2 separate regions of the Gossypium hirsutum genome follow, and region 2 is linked to region 1. Evidence: chromatin contacts called from public Hi-C data. All regions are on one chromosome and are shown on one strand. The core of a region is the stretch at or near the end of the contact, and the rest is flanking DNA. Distances in the headings are between cores, read along the strand shown.

Region 1 (2,793 bases), core at 192-2,691:
CACAATTTTGCCATTGAGAAGGTAGAAATAATCAGAATCACACCAACAAAAAATGAAAAACTTGAACCAGAAGCAAGTCTGCATACGAGCAAAAAAGGGAAGAAAAAGAAGGGTTCTGTTTTCCCCCCTCAATCATATTTCCCCATTCTACTTCAACGTGACATAAGCAGAAAATCACATTCCTTTCATCAAATATCAAAGAGAACTACTGTTTGCTATTAAAAGACACTCAGTATCTCACACACGTTTCTATTATTCTCTATATTTTAAACAGAAAAAAGAAAGTGCCATACGGAAAATAGAGCAAGTCCATGTTCAAATTGAGCTTTGCCATGGCCACGATCAGCTGCTCTCTTCATCCACTTCCTCGCTTGTCTACGACTATGTGATAAACCTTCCCCAAATGTATAACAAAGGGAAGCATTATACATTGCACGCACATATCCACCTTCAGCAGCCTTTAGATACCATCTAGCCTGATAAACAACAGTAACCAACAAAATAAATCCTATCATCCCAAGTTTTCTCAAATACAACACGCTCGATTTATGAATATAATTAAAACCGGTAAGCAAAGAAACCCCTACTGCTTCCTGAAGATTTTGTTCCACCCCAAGACCTTGATGTAGGCAAAGGGCCAGCTGGTATTGAGCTCGAACATGGCCCCCAATTGATGCTTGATGCAACCATTTTACAGCTTCCTTATGATTTTGAGGTTGTGCTGGATATCGTTAAAAAGAATTCAAACTGTATGGCATTAAATTATAAGCTAGGATTTGAGAAAAAGTTGATGAATTTCGATTAAGAAAAAAAAAAAGAGAAAATACCGTGCAAGTATGAAATTCCGAGATTGCACTGGCCAGCAGCGTCACCAAGGGCAGCAGCTTTTTGATAAAGAGCAATCGCCTCTTCCTTCTGACCCCTTTCCCAGTAAACAAGCCCCGCATCGACCATGGCAAGCGTGGAGCCACGCGCAGAGCCTTTCAGAAAAGAGACGAGAGCTTTCTCCAAATTGCGTCCAACACCGCCTCGACCGTGCTTGAACTGCTTCCCCTGACGCAGTAGTACCATGGCTTCCCTCAAAGCCCGAAGCGCGTCCCCCCACGACCTACACACCAGAGACGCCGCTAGAAGATTCGGGAAATTAAACGGCGCCGCGATTTTCGTTAATATGTCGAAAGGGAGAGCTGAAAAATCGGGATAGTTGGTCGGAGATGATGACGATTCTGAACTGACCTTGGACCAGCGTGAAGATTTGGTCTTTGCATCTCTACCGTCGGGTTTGGAAAACGGAAACGCAATGAACCAGGAGGCGTCCGATCGGTCTAGCAATGTTTTTTGGTTCATGTTGCTGCTTTACTTTCCTAAGTTCGCATGGAGAAAGCGTCAGGGGAAGCATTTATTTATTTATTCTTTAAGAAAGAACTATGGGAGCAAGTGCTTGTAGAATGACGTGACCTCTATATTTAATTCGGAACACAGTTACTCGACACGTGGTACTTTAATTATAGTTCACATGACCGGAAAATATATTTGAAGGGTTTAAATATGTGAAAGGACCCTGAAATTCTAGAATTTAAAATTTAAGTCCTTACTTTGATTTTGAGACATTAAATCCCTATGTTTTTTTTAAGCTCAATAGTGTAAAAAGCTCACAATTTTTTTCAAAAAAAGTAATTAAATCCTTTTTTCACTCAATTCTTAAATTTTTAAAATATATCAAAAAGACCCTAATACTTTTTTAAAAAAAAGTAATTAAGCCTTTATTTTTTTACTCAATTGGGGTACTTGAACTGTCAAAATATATTAAAAAGGCACTCAAACATTTTTAAAAAAGCAATTAAGTCCCTACTTTTTTTTCACTCAATTGCCAAAATGCATCCAAAAGACTATTTGATCGTTAAAGCTAACTGCCCTTATTTTTTTAATTAAAATCACCACATATCACAGCCATAGCATGCATGTGGCAAAAAAATGATAAAAAATAACAATTATAAAATATATTAAATTTTAATAAAAATATAAGAAATATTTATTTTTTATTAAAAATTAGGAAAAATATTATAAATTATATAGAAATATAGAAAAAAATATATAGAAATTTTATAAAACTGTAAGAAAATGATAAAGAAATGTATAAAATATAAAATTCATAAAAGAATTATAAAAATCATCATACCAAAAGAAGCATTTTGTAATTTTTCTATAACTTTTATTGATTTTTATTTTTATCATTTTTTGACACATGTCCACCGTGTTGCGACATGCGATGGCTTTAACTAGAAAAAAAAAGGGGATCGTTAACTTTAACGGTCAATAGTCAAAGTTAATGGTTAAAGAACATTTTTATGCATTTTTTTATGATTTTATAAAATTTTGTAATTTTTTACGATGTTTACTTATTTATTTTTTAGTAAATTTTAAATATTTTTATATTTTTATTAAAGTTTAATTTTTATAACATTTATTGATTTTTATTTTTTATAATTTTTTTGTCATAACACAGTGATTATGACACTGGGTGGTTCTAACTTAAAAAAATTAAAGGCAGTTAACTTTAACAATTGACTAATAAAGTTTACGGTCAAAAGGTATTTTTTATGTATTTTGACAATTGAGTACAAAAACAAATATATACTTAATTGCTTTTTTTGAAAAATTTTGATGGCCTTTTTGATGCATTTTGACAACTCAAGTACTCAATTGAGTACTAAAAAAGAGCAATGGCTTGATTAATTTTTTGAAAAAGTTTTAGGGTATTTTTTATGTATTTTGAAAGTTTAAATACTCAAT
Region 2 (2,793 bases), core at 105-2,604, 310 kb after region 1:
AAGATGCTATGGCGCTTGCACTTCTGGACTAAAGTGAGGGCCCGCTCTAGGTTTTTGGAAACCTCGGCGATTACCCGGCGAATCGGGCGTTCATAGAGGGATTGAACCGAGGTGGTGAAGCGGACAAGGGTTCGAAGAATTTGGGAAAGCCGATCCACTTGCTTCCCAACCTCCCAGCAGTCGGCTTTAAAGGACTCGGCCTCGTCGGCGGCGGAGCGAACTCGTTCTGCAAGCAATATCGGATAGGAAAGGTCGTCCTCGATTCTCTTTTCCCCCACCGAACCCATCAACACGTTGCCTCTTTTACCATAAAAATTCGTGCCTTTTTCGGGGATGAGTGAAGTGAAGAGTCAGATTTTGAGAATCTCAATCTAGTCTACTGTTCTGTTCGCTCATTCATTCTTCGCATGTTCGTTTTGTGTAGTCAGCAGCAGAGCCGAGCTCAGGCTTCTTTTAATAATTTATTTTCATTACAATTTTTTAAGAGAGGAGATGAATTAATTGGCTATTTTTTATTTGAAAAATGATTTATGTTTTCATGTCATATGGAGTACAAAATTATAGGAAAATGATCCTTTTTTTATTTTTTCTGATGTGAAAAAAAAATGAAACTGGCAAAAATGGCAATTAAGGTTCTTCTTCTTTAGAAAAACATATTTGGCATCTATGTTTAATGAAGAGGTTTGATTTACTTTTCATTATAAGGATGCGGAATATAATCTGTACCTATACAGTATCTTAACATCCTAAGCATAAAAAAAAATTTCTCCCTCTCTCGACACTTGCCGACTCTAGGGTTTCCCAAGCTGTTTTGGCTCTTTGCATGGGCAATGTTTGGCCTCTTGTCTGATTAAACTAGGGTTTTTTCTCCCCATATCTAGCTTAATCTTCTTACAGTATTTTTTAATTGTTTCCTATTTTTTGGGGGATCTTTGGTTTACACCTTTTGATTGTCTGTTTCAGGGGAGTTAAGGGCGTGGTTGGACTTGGAAAGTGGTTCGACTCTTTCTTGAATGAGGGAAGCTTCTATCTTGTTGCTCGAGTCCTTTTGATCATTTCAGTGCTCGTGGTTTGGAGAGGTTCTTTGGAGGTGCTAGAGTGGTCAAATCCACGATTTTGGGATGTCGTAGGACGGTTGTTTTAGCTTCGCGACAGCGCCTCTGATTCGTTTCTAGGTTGATGATGTTGGCACTACGTTATTTTCTCAAGTCTCACATATTTTTGTAAGAGCTTCATCTTCCAATGCCTTGATTTTTTTCCTAAGACTGTTAGCAATTTAAATAGGAAAATTGAAATAAGAAAAATAAGGTAATGTTACAAAAATGTTAAAATTTTAAAAATATAGTAAGAGTTAGATTGTATTTTGTTTATTTTATTATTTTTTTATTTTTTCTGTTAAAAATTTTATAATTATCTACTATTAAAAATTTATATAACTAATTTTAACATATAGGGGCCAATTTTAACAATAAAAATAGATGAAACTTTTAAAAAAATGATCAGTTTGCTCTTTAATCTAACATATAAAGACTAATTTTTATTTTTTGAGTAAAGGGTAACAGTTACATATAATGTGTCATGTGTACATTATTCTAATGTATAAAGATCACTTTTTAACAATAGAATTTTACAAAATTTTTACAGAATGATCAATTTAATATTTAATCTAACATAAGGGACTAATTTAACCATTTTTAATAAATTGACAAATTTGCAATCTACTTACATTACAATGATTTCCTTGTAACTTTTACCTTTAATTAAGCTATTAACTTGTGAGAATTTCACAGAACAAGAGTAGGTTTGCTAATAGACATTGTAACAGCCCAAAAAATTTTTATAAGACATCTAACATTGTTTAGTGAAATTTCTAAGAAATTTGAAAAATGAGTTAAATGGAAAAATTTTATGAAAATAAAAATTGATATAGAGATGAAAATTCATGAAAAAATATGAATATAAAAATGTGGCAAAAAAGACCAAATTTAGTTACTACAAACAACTTGACTAAAAAATGAAAATGAATTGCCTTGTTATTTTATTTCTTTCACCCGCACAACGGGTATACCATAGCACCAATACATATATATATAATATTTTTGTATTGAAGTTATTTTTTTTAACACACTTTAAATGTTAATTAACTACAATCGATCCAATTATTCAGAGTGAAATGTTACATTAGGATTCAACCCGAGTTAATTATATCACAAATGTTCAAGGGCGGTTAAAAAATGAGGACAAACAAATCCAGATGTTCATACTTACTTAATAACGTGAGGCCAATCAATGGCTCAATTGTTTGTAGTTTGCTAAACATTTTGCAGACTGCAGATATGAAATCAAAGCTTCGCAATTATCACATTTTGGATAGGCTTTGTTGCAATGTCGTTGTCCTTGACCTCCAGATCGGTCGTGCTAGGAGGAACATCGACCGCAGGGGAGCAGTTAAAGAAACCATGTGGCTGCGTTGCAGATACCAATGGTTAAGTTCTAACATCATGCTTCTGTCAACCAAGCTGTAAACTTACTATATTGTGTCCAACTTAAAAGAAGAATTTCCGCATAGCATTTTCAATTGCAAGCGCAAATCCACACCATAAGCATTCTGACAATGCAGTGCAAGAGCGGGACCCTAATGACTCACACGTTGTCTCCTTGACGAGGTGAGTCATTCCCTTCCTACTTACTAACGCTGCTAAAGAGAAAAGTGAACTGAACAGGCTTGAAATGCATGATCCGGACTTGCGCTCCTCTTCTAAGAGTTGGGATGCATACGAAAGCACAAATACT

Evidence for each region. A called contact is a pair of places that touch in the nucleus more often than the background predicts.
Region 2: a Hi-C map of leaf shows a contact between it and region 1, with 4 times the contacts expected there. The contact joins the promoter of LOC107916594 here to the promoter of LOC107916809 in region 1. A contact is called at or near these places in 4 of 34 Hi-C or Micro-C datasets (leaf and petal).

The regions. Positions count from the first base shown.
Region 1 is chrA01:100,320,558-100,323,350 of Gossypium_hirsutum_v2.1, forward strand. LOC107916809 (F-box protein At1g70590) reads right to left here and starts at 1,442. Exons shown (of 4, transcript XM_016846183.2): 1 at 828-1,442; 2 at 588-721; 3 at 294-476. The coding sequence starts at 1,347.
Region 2 is chrA01:100,628,681-100,631,473 of Gossypium_hirsutum_v2.1, forward strand. LOC107916594 (ARM REPEAT PROTEIN INTERACTING WITH ABF2) reads right to left here and starts at 1,355. Exons shown (of 2, transcript XR_005921866.1): 1 at 1-1,355. It also overlaps the pseudogene LOC107916593.